Linked DNA regions of Gossypium hirsutum: all the other regions are linked to region 1. A link is a contact called in public Hi-C data. All regions are on one chromosome and are shown on one strand. Each heading gives the region's core, a stretch centred on a gene start, on an enhancer-like site or on the middle of the called end of the contact. The rest is flanking DNA. Distances are from core to core; before and after follow the strand shown.

Region 1 (4,656 bases), core at 965-3,464:
AATTCTTCAAACTTTCTTTTAACAAATATCAAAATTTCAAGCTCATCACAAAAAAAAAAAAAAAGAAGACAAAAAACTCTGGGATCATGATTTCTTGTTCCCAAGAATATGAAAATAACATACCACTCAAGCAAACTGAAAAACAACTGGTAAAACAGTGAGCACCATTGTTGATTGTGACCCATAAAAAAAGGGTTAGGAGGCACATAGGCTTAGTCTCTTTGGCCATCTTTGGCTGGTGTTGAACCAAGGAAGGCATCATCAGGCTGGACATTGTGTCTCTTCGATGGAGCAGAGGGAGGAATGGGAACACCTTTGGTGAGAAGATTGATGGGAAAGTGTTTCAAGTCCATCATCATCACCTTATGTTTGTTGGTGAGGCTTAGATCATGGATTCTGTAAATGGCTCCATTGCTGACAGGGAGGATAATAATAACAACAAGAAGAAGAAGAAGTGAGAGGTGAAAGAGGGTTACACTACTAATCTGTCTGCTGCTACCCATTGACATAAAAACAAAAGATGGTTTTGGATTTTGTACAGTCTTGTTGAGAGATGAAACAAGTCAAAGGAGTGATTCTAGGATCAAATTTATCTATATGTATTATATTAGTTGTATGAAAAGCAAAAGTAAGGAGGAAGAGGAGGATATGTGAGAAAATGTCAATGAAAAGAGTTGCAGTGTAACGGATGCTTATGGAGAAATGGAGAGTTGAATTAAAATAAGGGAGAAATGGGGGAATGAAAAATAATAATAAATAAGTCTGTTTGGGAATCACATTTATATATTTGTTACCTCCTTCTCCACTTATATTTTTATTTTAGTTAGTTTAGTATATACATTATTATCAATACAAAAAGATGTACATTATTCTCGTATTTATAAGTTTGGGAGGGAGTACGGATAGTTCCAATTTATTTTTTTACTTGAAAGTTGAGTAATTTAGATAATAATAATAATAACAACTAGTCTTAAAAGCAAGCTAATTTGAAAATATAGTGAATGAAGAAGATAAATAAAGGTAGTAGAAAAATAGCACTATCAATGTAGAAAAAACACACACAAGTAAATCTTAGGAAGTGAAGAAAGCACTGCAAAACTTACGTTTTGAACAAGCCATTGATTTGTTTTTCTAGGATTCACTTTATTGGTGGGGGCAATTTGTGACTTTCACCCCCTTTTTTTATTATTAAATCTAATTCATCCTCAATATTTTTATAATATAATAAATTGTCACTTGTCTCTTTCTTTTTTATTTTATCTATATATTTCAATTTTTATTTTAATTTCTTAGTGCTTAATTTATGGCTAAAAAAGATGGAATGAATTGACGCACTTTTAGTAATAGTTAAAATTAAGGCAAGTTTAATTCTATTAATTTGTTTTTATTCGGAATTTATTATTATTTTTATAATAATATTTTAAAATATTTAAAATTTTTCAAATTTTATTGTATAATAATTTCAAACCATGCTGTGTAATAATCTTTTATTCAAAATTAAATATCTGTAATTTTTTATCATCAAATTATCTCTTTATATAAGAAAAAATGAAACTTTATTTGGGATTACGACTCTTTTTGCTTTTATTAAAAAGGAAGGATGAGAATAAAGGAAACTTACTTTAGTTAATCACTCCAATTATATATATATATATATATAAAAGAGGTAATTTGTCTTGAAAGCATAAAAATTTTCTTTTTATTTACTCTTTCGATATTTTATAATCCTACTAAATTTTGACCAAATCTAAAGTTGAGTCGAATCAAATTCTATAAACGAAGATAAAACTCTTCTGATACTATTTTTTCCATCATAAGATTTGACCATAAACTTAACAACATCCAATTTCTTAATAATACTCATATTCAATTGCAAGAAAAGCTAATAAAAAAGAAAATTCCACTTTAATTAATGAAAAAAAAATGGTATTTTGGGTTGAAAGCATGAAAGCTCTTCCATGTATATATTTCTTTTGCTTCCAATAAATCCTCCTAACCAAACAAAACAAGGGAAGTCCCTTTAACATTACATGCTTAACTTTCCACTCAAATTTCCTCTCCCACCAAACAAATTCCATCCATCATCAAATCATTGCTTGTATTTTTGCATGCGGGTGTGTCTGACATCACAAGTCCTGCCAAATTCACGTTTACCACAAACAATGTGAGCAATCAGAATCCACACCTTGGCAACCATTCAGTCATATAAAACCCAAACTGAAATAAATGGCAGACTAAATGACAAAAAGAAAGAATCATATGAACACCCAATGGTTGTGCCCCTTGCAATAAATTCCACGGCAAGTGAATTAATTGGCTTTCCCCTTTTTTAGTGTATGCAGTTATAAATTCCACCTAAAGATTTGACTCTTAATGGTAATGGAATACTATGGATAGGAAGGGTACAACTGCTACTAGCCAAAACTAATTGAAGACCCTTCATAAGTGAAGGAAACTATGGAGAATAATTGAAAGGAGTTTGGGTTTCTCAGTTTGAAAATGTTGCCAATGCTTTTTTATCATTTCTGTCTTGCTGCTGCTTCATCTGCACTTTCTACCTCCTCACATATGGCTTTGTATGCCATGCCTGCCTCGGTTGTCCCTTGAATGCTCGATGCTGCAATAAGGAAGGTCCGGAAGCTCTGCAAACTGATGCAGCCAAGCACATTTTATGTGCCAAAATCATGTAAATTGCACTTTGGACAAGAAAGTCTCATTGATCATGATTTGAAACTCAAGAAAAAAGAGTTCATTTAAGCATGTGTGCAACTGCTGAGTGTTGAACTGAGCAATTTCAGCTTTTAAGTAACTGGTAAGTAGGTGTTGAAGGTATTAATGAAATTGCCATAATAGTGCTACATCATAATTCTCAGTGATATGCTATTCAGAGACACAGAGTCCAACAAATCAATCTTTATAGTACTAGTTTATTAAGGAAAGACCTAACAAATAAGATACATGGAGTCCAACAAATCAATCTTTATAGTACTACTTTATTAAGGAAAGACCCAGCAAATCATCTTTAAAAATTAGAATTCCATGAAATCCTGTAATTGCTTATGTTTTGACAATGCAAATATATCATCTAAGGGCATGAAAGCCAGGTTTAGCTATCAGTGTAACATTTATGGTTCACCTTCAGTCTCAATTCCTTTCATCATATTCCCTACTTATTGTGAATACCCAGTAAGCTGCTAAAATGACAACTCAAAATGTATGAACTTTTCCTATTTTTTGAAAATTGCAAATATAAGCTATAAAAGTATATATAAGAGCAGTAAAAGATGATAATGTCAAAATGGAACAGGCGAGGAAGTTAACCTTAGAACACATAACAAACAAGGAGCATCCTGGAATTGAACATTGGTTGTTCGAGAGTTCATAATAATGGAAAGCTACCATGTCTCTTTTAGTCCAGTGACAGCATGTTCTTGCAAGAATTTATATTGGATATAGTTTCCATTACAATTTTTAACATTTTCCCATCAGATGAACTTCAGTCATTGCACCTTAGGACTTATCAGAGCAATTTTATGGCATTCTAACATATCAGTGGCTTTGTTTAATGATTTACACAAAGTTAGATGCCCTGCAGGTCTATACCATTGTATTGTAGACTTCTTAGAACCCCAAAGAACCTATCAAAACAGTCAGCTTGACTTTCCTTCAACCCTCAATTTTGACACAAAATTCAGTGCTTCGCTACAACAGCCATGCCCAATGCTCTACCCCATATCCACATTAACATTTCTTCTGTTTTGATCATATAAGAAAGAATTTTAAAGAACTTATTGATAAGAGAATAAATGGAGAAGACACAATCATTAAAGTAATTTTGGTCAATCAACCAATTAAACCAGTGAATAATAAATACCATTCAACTGGAAAACACCTATATTTATGTGAACTAACATTTAGCACTGATTAACACTTGATAAGATCATCTAAGCAACACTCAAGCATCATCTTTTGTAGAAATTTTTGTTACTTTTGAAACAGAAGTCCTCACATTCTTATACAACCACTTTTAGGTATGCTACAATTTGCTTTCATTCTGACAAGTCGGTCCAACAGAAAGGCTTATCGAAACTAAGTAGTTGTTGTGAAGGTCAAACATGGATATTTCTTGCCAGGAGCAAAGGAATAAGGCTTTCTCCTGAAAATGATCATCTTATAGATGTTCCAAGATATGAAACCAATTAATAGTTGATTATTCTAAAGACTCATTCCACGCCTGCACCAGTGTCTGCTTATAAGGGGTGACAATGACTCTCATCCACCTCTTACAAATATGTTAATTACTCTCCTTGGAATTGAAAGTGCATCATTTGTCAAATAGTTATGTCACTTGAGAACAAAATATACTGCCCTGAAACAAATAGGGAATATTTTCTTTAACTTCAACATGCATAGACTTCTTCCTTTGATACCTCAGGTTTAAATTGATGAAAAAACAACATTTTCTCATTTGGTGAAGTTGAAAGCATTTTTTGTTTTCTTTTAAGTCCTATTCTTGGTAATATGGATGAAGGATTAACTGAACCTTGCATTAGTGTCTTTCTTAAAATAAAAGGGTACATACAATGGGTAGCTTTGACTAAGAAAAGTAAGTGGCTATACATACTCATAGTCCACCTTTTGTTTTGAATTATTTTG
Region 2 (4,656 bases), core at 1,576-4,075, 230 kb after region 1:
TGTAGTGAGTGAAGATTTGCTTAGCCATGCGGAAGTTGTGCGCTTGTCAAAGAAAATCAAAGCTGGACTTTCCTTGGAGGAGCACATATTAAGGTCATGATATATGATGTTGTATTAGATGAATCATTCCAATTCAAAACCACTAAATTCTTGAAACTTGTTTCTTACTGTTTTCCTGGAAATCTAGATTGAAGGAGAGACTGGGATGTGAGCCATCTGATGAACAGCTTGCAACTTCCTTGAAAGTTTCTCGTGCTGAGTTACGGTCAAGGTCAATCGAATGTTCTTTGGCAAGAGAAAAATTGGCAATGAGCAATGTTCGCTTGGTTATGTCGATAGCTCAAAGATATGATAACATGGGTGCTGAAATGTCTGATCTTATTCAGGTAATCTACTACATCAATTGCCTTTGACGCATGATAAATCAATCTGCTGACACTAGCTATATCAAACTATGAACTTTTATGAACTTGGTTGTTTTATGTGTAGGGCGGTTTGATTGGACTATTGCGTGGTATCGAAAAATTTGATTCTTCAAAGGGATATAAAATTTCAACTTATGTGTACTGGTGGATACGTCAGGTAATAGTCATCTAATTTTGTTGAGAAACATTGTGCACGTTATTACTCGCTCTGAACCAAATAAAAGTTTCTAAATTAATATTATCGTTGATGCAAGAGCATGGTGCCTGAGATTGTCAATTGAGATGTGCGATTATGATTGTACAACCTAATGCTTCTGTAGCTTTGTATTTATCTTCTTATGATTGTACAAAATCTAACATAGTTCATACTTCATCTCAGGGTGTTTCTAGAGCACTGGTTGAGAACTCAAGAACATTAAGATTGCCTACATATTTGCATGAAAGATTGGGATTAATCCGAAATGCAAAATATAGGCTGGAGGAGAAAGGAATAACACCGACTATTGATGTAAGTGGCTCCCATTACATTTAGCTTGATTTGAACTGCATCATTTTATTTCAAAATAAATAAATGTTTAATTTCTATGTCCAGTCTTTACTTTATGCAAGTAGCCAAGTATCTTATTCTCTCAACGAGCCATCATTTAAGTAATTGATTCTTTTATACTTTCAGAGGATTGCTGAGAGTCTGAACATGTCTCAGAAGAAAGTTAGGAATGCCACAGAGGTACGATTTTTTCGGAACTTACTTTCTAGGAACTATATATTGCAATTGCACTTTCCATGCTCATGCTATCTTTTCACTAAATGCAGGCAGTCAGTAAGGTCTTCTCCCTTGACAGGGATGCTTTCCCGTCTTTGAATGGTCTTCCTGGAGAGACTCACCATAGTGTAAGTTCATGTTTTATATGAACCAACTCTATAGAATTTCAATCCCCCTTTTCCTCTTTCCTGTTATCGACTACTAACAATTTTCCTTTCATCTTTTCAGTACATTGCAGATAACCATGTAGAAAACAATCCATGGCATGGAGTAGATGAGTGGGCACTCAAGGTATATATTTTAGATACAGCCAGAAGTGAGGCTCATAGTGCTTGCTATTTTAGATAAAGAGGGAAATCGGAGACTGATTTTATGATATAATAATATGTAAAATCTGCTACTGCTAAGCTTTACATTTTAACTGTTTCTTTGTCGTGCATCTGGATTTCGATGTTGCATTACATTTACAGGATGAAGTGAACAGACTAATCGATATAACTCTCGGAGAACGAGAAAGGGAGATTATACGGCTTTATCATGGTTTGGATAAGGAAAGTCTTACATGGGAGGACATCAGTAAACGGTGAGCATATGCATAGTTTTTTTATTTTTTATTTTATTTACCATCAACAACCGGTTAGAGTAAAAGATAATACATGATATTGAGTGCAAAGCTTTAGTTGTTTTATACTTAAGATCACCTTGATGTCTATGTCATTAACAAAGCAAATATCATAGATATTTATTCCTCATGTCACAGTGATTGATGTTGAAAATAATAATACAAAGAAGAAGAAAAAAAAAAGGACATGTTTGTTCATATATACAGATTTTCTTTTACATGTATGCGGACTTCGTTGGTATTCAACAGTCTCTTTCTGGTTTCATTTCTCATGCAAATTTCGTTCAATGTCGAACACCATTTGACCTTTTCTTCTTTTGTTGATTCTTCAGCATAGGTTTATCCAGGGAGAGAGTTAGGCAAGTCGGACTTGTGGCGCTGGAGAAACTAAAACACGCAGCGAGGAAGAAGAAAATGGAAGCCATGCTTGTCAAACATTGATTTTGTAACTCTTCAACATACACATGATAAAAAATGACTGTATATATATACAGAGGGAAAATTTGTATCTTCAAATTACTTTTCCTTGTCAAGAGTCACTATAGAAGCTCAGGGTAAGGGACCAAAAATCCTAAACTTGCTGTGACAAGAGTCCAAGTGTCCAACAAACTGATTAAGAATCTCTAAGTTGGAGCAAATTTTTTATGTATTATATTTCTGGACACAAATACCCGGTTTTGGATCTGTTTTTTTTTTTCTGTAGTTATGATAATAAAGAAAGTACTTTAAAAGCTTAATAGTCAACAAATAGGAAAAAGTTCGGCCAAAAAATTTCGATTACCAAAACTTCATAGTAATTCTGTTGTACAATAATCCACCGATAGCTTCACGGGGGTTTCTAGACTCGAAGCCTTCTAGACTCTCTCTCCCTCCCTCTTTTCAACACTCTTTTTAACATTTCAAAGATAGCAACTCCATTCAAGCAAACAAAAATAAGCTGAAAAAAGTTCGAAGTCCTCTCAGAATTTTCTAGCAGTAACCAAGATAAGATCAAGAAAGCAGAGAAGAAGAAAGATGGTGACTGCTACTCCTTTATGTGCAAACGGCTGTGGTTTCCATGGTTCGGTGGAGACCAAGGATTTATGCTCCAAGTGTTACAAATTAGAGCTCTCCAAATCGGCCAAAATGAATGATCCTACTAGTTCAGCTGCTGCACCAAGCCCTTCTGATTCGGTTGTTTCTGCAACCTTAATTTCTAGTCCTTCAAAAATCAACAGGTGTGAAAGCTGCAACAGGAAGCTTGGCTTGATGGGGTTTACATGTCGGTGGGGCAAAGTTTTCTGTCAGTTCCACCGCTACCCTTTGGAACATTCCTGCAACTACGATTTCAAGAAGGCCGGTCGTCGAGGTTTAGCTAAAGAAAACCCGGTTATAAGGGGAGACAAACTCAAATCCAGGATGTAACTCTATTATATCTTATTCGTATAATCGGTCTGCTTCATTTTACCTTATCTTGCTTTTATTGCAGCAAGTATTAAACTATTGATATTCTATTCACCGGATATCAAGTTTAGTGCTTACATGTCTGGTCTGTGGTTAGAAATTGATCAGATTAATTCTAAGATGACCATTCAAAGCAAGCCAATTCAACCTGCACAATATTAGCTTCAAGATGAACATGTCAAAGAACACAATGCCAATCCTTATGCATTAATTGCTGATAAAAATAAAAAAAATATGTTTATATGGATCTTTGACATTCAACAATCAAGAAGCTTTTTCATTGCCATCATCATGTCAAACCATCCCTACACATCAAAGTTGATTGAGAATAATGTCAGATTACAATCGGGCAAAACATTATTTACCAGATGAATGGTAATGCCTACATTGCTAATGGTCAAACCTGGTTCCTACGAATCTGGACATGCCAGATGGATCCCCAGTGGTTAATGCCCAGAAAAGCCAACATACAGGGTAGAGTAGAGGTCACCGATACATAATAAAAGGAGAGAACCTGGCAAGCCTCCTTCGAAATAGAGAAACCATGTTTACTGACAGTACTGCTGAATAACATATTTACAAGATCAGAAGACACCCATGTAACGCTCTGAATTGAGCATTTCCAAGAAATTCTCAATTCCTATAATTGAAAAATCAAGGGGGAACTAAACTCTTGTGTTCTCAAAACATTTCATGCATAATACATTTGACCTCTATAACCAGAGAAACCACCAACCTCCTTTCAAAGGACAGCTTAAAACTCAAAACAACTTCTCACTGCAGCATCTTTCCTAGTGAACTACCTAAAATTCAACGTCTCCTCGCAAGAGAATTATAGTGCATTTTCAACAAATCATCAAGTGAGACCAGGGACCAACCATTATCCTTTTGGGCAAAAATTTTCTGGTTAAGTGAATCAACTATTACACTTATGTTACCAAAGGCATATATCTGTTGACCATTATGCATCCTTCCAGGCTTGGGCTTGAATAGTAACTCATGCTGCTGTGCATAGGTCTCAACTACCTCCTTCAAACTCATCTCAGGAACACCATCCATCTGGGCTGCAGCTGGCTGTTGTGCATGTGCGGCTGCTCTCTGCTGAGCCTCAAACTGCCTCTGCTCACGCACCTTAAGATATGTAACATTCTCCCTCAAACCAGGCTGCACTACTGGTACATGGTCAGCAGCCTGAACCATCATCTCAAGACCACAGTTAAGTTGATTGCGGATGCTTTCATTAGCCAAAAGCTCCTGTGGCAGAAGTCCCTTCCAACCCATGTACCAATTTTTTATCTCCTCAAAGTCGGGTTTTGAACACAACCAATGATACAAAACCTGCAGCCACTTTACAAAGAAAAATTTCTCCATCAAATCAACCATGAGATGAATGGGAATTGCAG
Region 3 (4,656 bases), core at 846-3,345, 160 kb before region 1:
AAGCAGCTAAGATACATGCCTGGTAATGAGCAATTCTATCAAAGACACTAATAGTGATAAGATACATTGCAGTAAGGAAACGCATACATTAACTATAGCATCTTACATGTACATCAGTAAACAAGCAGCTAAGATACATGCCTGATAATGAGCATTTCTAGCAAAGACACTAATAGTGATAAGTGCCAGAGATTTCGAAGGCTTTCTTGCCTTCATAATGTTATTTGTTATCTACTAAGTGGCTGAAACATTTTCTAAATAGTCCCCAGTAATTTGTTTAAGATAAAATCTCGGTTACAAATAGATGTAGACAAAGTCATACTTCACTATATGAAGGAGATCGCCAAATGCACGAACACAATGGACTGATGCTGGTTTTTTCAACTCTTTTGCAAGCTCTAGCTGTTGCCTAAATACGTCAATCTGGAAGATAGAACTTAAAGATTCAGAAAACTTTACAAAAATGACTAGTATACATGCACTCATACCAAGTAATGGCAACATGTAAACAGGATGCAAGTCTTTTTATTATGCATGGAGCTGCTCTTTTTGCCTTAGAGAAAACAGAAAGTATGCTGCCTTATGAAAAAATAGAATTAATACAAAATAAATGACAATCAAGATAGCACAAAAACAGTGAGGACCTGATCATTAAAATCAATCTCCCTTCCTTTTGAGCCTTTGTCCAAACCAATCTGAAATGTGCAAAAGCATGTTGTTATTTAAGAGGTAGCTATGAACAAATATAAATCCAAGCACAATAGTGTAAGAATCTAGTCCTGAAACCTTCTGTTTTAATATTTTCTTTTTTACCATGAAATTTGGAAAACTGAAGTTAAAACTCTACATCAGACCTATGGACTGCACAAACTAAAATAAAACTAAATACCCTTGGTTAGATATTAAGAAATTAAGTAGAATTAGTGGTAAAAGAAATAAATTTACCTCTCCAACAGCAGCAGAAGGAGTGGTTTCAAAGAATTCCTTGAGAGTCGTAAACCAATTTGGACTTCTGTGAGGAACATACCTGCAACAAATGAAAACAGTAAAAGAGAAGAGCCTAAAAACTATATCTAAGTATTCATTTTAAAAGTAACCATTTTACCAAGGATGAACTCCAAAGCATGGAATAACAGAAGGATACTTGTCTCCCATTTCTTTGACCAAATGCCAGTCTTTCTACAGTTTTCAAGAAAAACCCAAACATAATATCATTATAAAAAAACAAATAAAATAGGAAAATGAATGAGAAATCCAAGGTAAAAGGAGCGACCTCAGAAACACCATTAACAGCAAAATTAAGGAGACCAGAATCCAAAGCAGTGGAAATGAGTTTGGGGGCTTTGTTGAGAATTCTGGGATCTTGAAGGTGGCAATGAGCATCAAACAATTTCATGGGTAGCTCTGTCTTCTTTGTGTTCGATGATACTTGTTAGGTTTACTGTTTTCGGTTCTACAAATTTTGCCGCAAAGATTTTTGGCCTTGGAGTTAGGGAACCTTTTAGAATATCTGTTTGTTCTGTCACTGACACTAACTCCACAAGGGCCACCTCCACGTTGCTTTACTTTCTACGCCCTTTTTCTATTGGCATAATTCCATATAATACCCTCGATATTTAGGGATTTTTAATTTTGTGCCCTTGACTTTTTTTTTTATGTATTGATATCATCAACATTACGATTTTTTCACAAGTCAATTTGGCTTTAACGGAAAACGTCAGTTAACCACCAGTCAAGCGCTGGTCAACGAAATAGCTTATGTGACATGCTAATCTGTCAAAAAAAAAAGAAGTAAATACGAAATTAAAAAACGAAGAATTTATAAAAAAAACCTTAAAATTAAAACCTATCATTAAAATCCCTAATCCCTTCTCAAATATTGAAATCCCTAAAACTTTTACAATAAAATTGGTATATATATTATAATTTTTGTTGTTTTTCAATGCTTCAACAGACACCAACCAATTTATTCTTTCACTGTTTTTCTCCATAGAATGAAATTAAAAAAAGAAGAAGAAAGAATAGAAAAGTAGTTATTTTGAATTCAAGTAACACAGAATCAATCTCCTTTCCACTTTGAATAAAAAGGCAAAAATGGAGAGTTTCAACGCTAAAGACCCATCAACAATTGGTGGCATATCCATCATTTTCCTTCATTCCTTCATTCCCACCCATTGCTTCCTTTCTCCATTATCAGATAGGCCCAGAAATAGGGAAGACACAGTGTATAAACTTGCTTCACTTTTGCTTACAGTTATTGGTGGTAGCTATATACTGTTCTTTCTATCTGGAAAGGGTGGGAAAATTCATTCTCATAATCAACCTTTGGAGAAAATGGTTGTTGTCAGTCTTGTCCTTGTTCCAACATTGTCTCATTGCGCTACCATTCTTTCTGTGTTTCTAGGTGTTGGAAACTCATCGTCGATGATGGTGTTTGCAATCATAGTGCTTTTATTCAGGTATAGAATGAAAAATGACTCTGAATTTTGAGAATTGCTTAAATCAATTTGAATTTGTCAGTAGTTGGCAGATGTTAGCTGTCGAAACCATTTTTTGAAAACAAGAAAAATAGGGGATCGACTTTGAAAACGGAAATGTGGAGTCGCCACCAATCTTTTTGTTTCGGTGTGATTGGATCACCTTAATAAAATATGTTACTCCATTTAAACCAATTTTGGCTTACGTAAATTTGAGAAAACGGGTTCGGGAGTCGGTTACGCATGAGGAAGGATTAGCACCCTCACTACGCCTAAAATTGGTACCAAATTGATTAAATAATGTCCTTATATCTAAGATTTAAAAATGTTTTTAAAATGTGATTCCTTTGAAAACATTTGAATGGTTCAAGTTGGTAATCAAAATTCTCTTGTTTCAGAAGAATATAGCATCACATCCAGCATGATATGATACGATCCTTTATACCCTCGAAAGCACGATAAATTTCGAGTTCCAAAAGTTTATATGTTGAAAATCACAGAAGGATGCCCAATTATTTAGTCCAACGAGAAAAACCGAAACCCAGCACAGTAGGGCACGATTCCTCTAATTTCTAGACATTGTACATTGCCTTGTTTTAGAATTTAGAAAACATGAGTGAAATTCTAAAGGGACATTTGATTATTTTGGACAAACGGGAAATTGCAACCCAGCATGGTAGGGCACGATTCCCCGAATTGCCAAACATCGAACATTTCCTTCGTTTTAAAGAATTTTTAAAGACATGAGTGAAATTCTAAAGGAATATTCGATTATTTTGAACAAAAAGGAAATTGCAACCCAGCATGATAGGGCACGATTCCCCGAATTGCCAAACATCGAACATCGCATTTGTTTTAAAGAATTTTTAAATGGATAATTATAAAACTAGCTTAAAACGCATTAATTTGACTTGAAATAGAATAGAATAGTTAGTTTGGATTAATAAGTTTAAAATCTCAACGAGTCAATTCCGAGTAAAAGGCGAAGTTATAAATATGAGACAATATGCATGGATAGCAAACTCTTTTAATGAATAAAAATAGTATAAAAATGAGTAGACAAATAAAAGAAAATTTAACGTGCATAAAATGATATTAAGCTCACATCCACACATTAACAATCAAAGTTGTGAAAGCTAAAAGTATAACTAAGGAAACAAATCAAAGTAAAAAGCTCTAACAAGTTTTTAAACCGAGATAAATAAAATAAGATTAGGATAGCAACACCAAAAACTAATAAAAAATATAATGTAATAACTTATAAAACAATAAAAACAACAAAACACACATGATATGCAAAACAATATGGACAAAACTACAAACATCTAAATAATTATTAAAACAAAGATTATGAAAGAGGAAATTTGAGTCAAATAATGGGCATAAACATTTTGAAGATGATGTATTCATTTAGAGTTGACAAATGTATATACATATAAAAATAGTATTTAAATGTGAGACTTTAAATCAAAACAATATGTAATAAAATATGTTCTAAAAAAATGACTCATATACATAAAAATATATATATAGATAAATTTAAAAGAATTTATAAAATAAATTAGCATGGGACTAAATATGCACATAGGATTAAATTAATTTTATTATAAATTATATGTATAATAGACTTGAAAGCATACTCATATGTACAAAGTATTTTTTTAAATGAAATATCTATTTTAAGATGACCACATACATATAATAAAAAGGAAAATGATTTAAGTAACATATACACCATCAAAGGTTTTTTTTAAGACGAAATGACAAATATGTATAATAAAACATGTTATATATATATAAGGCTTAAAGATATGTACAAGTAGATTTAAAAAAGAACATGTATATAGAGTAACATAGAATTAATAATATATATGTAAAATAAAAACTAAGTTAATCATGAATTCCATAGGCATAATAGTATATAAGAATATTCAAATGAAGTATTATACAAAAACATTTTAAAATAATATTAAAAAAATTTAAAATAAAGATTTTATGTAAAGAGGACAAAATCATCCTAAAAACTAAAAAAAAGTATACATTCATGTAAAAAAATTGAGCGAATAATAAAAAAATGAATTATACAAATCAAAGGGATCTAATTAAAATACAATTACAATGAAAGGGCTAATTTATAAATAAAATAATCAGAAAGAGGACCAATGTGCGATGCGCGCAA

What was found. Hi-C and Micro-C count contacts between places; a contact is called where the count stands out from the background.
Region 2: a contact with region 1 is called in a Hi-C map of leaf, with 2.8 times the contacts expected there. The contact joins the promoter of LOC107891366 here to the enhancer-like site in region 1. A contact is called at or near these places in 9 of 34 Hi-C or Micro-C datasets (callus, leaf and petal).
Region 3: a Hi-C map of leaf shows a contact between it and region 1, with 3 times the contacts expected there. The contact joins the promoter of LOC107956775 here to the enhancer-like site in region 1. A contact is called at or near these places in 5 of 34 Hi-C or Micro-C datasets (callus, hypocotyl and leaf).

What each region holds. Positions count from the first base shown.
Region 1 is chrA11:85,488,304-85,492,959 of Gossypium_hirsutum_v2.1, reverse strand. No RefSeq gene overlaps it. Among protein-coding and RNA genes, the nearest start is that of LOC107891390, 12 kb to the left of the region's middle. Within about 2 kb of position 2,214, at least 4 of the 9 cell types and tissues checked have an H3K27ac peak or open chromatin away from gene starts, as enhancers often do. A contact at or near this core is called in leaf, where this site is marked.
Region 2 is chrA11:85,255,761-85,260,416 of Gossypium_hirsutum_v2.1, reverse strand. LOC107891366 (zinc finger A20 and AN1 domain-containing stress-associated protein 10) reads left to right here and starts at 2,825. Exons shown (of 2, transcript XM_016816141.2): 1 at 2,825-3,158; 2 at 3,279-3,415. The coding sequence starts at 2,825. The coding sequence ends at 3,415. LOC107891346 (septin and tuftelin-interacting protein 1 homolog 1) reads right to left here. Exons shown (of 2, transcript XM_016816109.2): 2 at 3,510-4,656. The coding sequence ends at 4,064. It overlaps LOC107891353 (RNA polymerase sigma factor sigA), which reads left to right. Exons shown (of 10, transcript XM_016816121.2): 2 at 1-93; 3 at 188-386; 4 at 490-582; 5 at 805-933; 6 at 1,099-1,152; 7 at 1,239-1,316; 8 at 1,417-1,479; 9 at 1,659-1,771; 10 at 2,143-2,478. The coding sequence ends at 2,251.
Region 3 is chrA11:85,651,452-85,656,107 of Gossypium_hirsutum_v2.1, reverse strand. It overlaps LOC107956775, which reads left to right and starts at 2,095. Exons shown (of 1, transcript XM_016892302.1): 1 at 2,095-2,490. The coding sequence starts at 2,095. The coding sequence ends at 2,490. It also overlaps the pseudogene LOC107890937.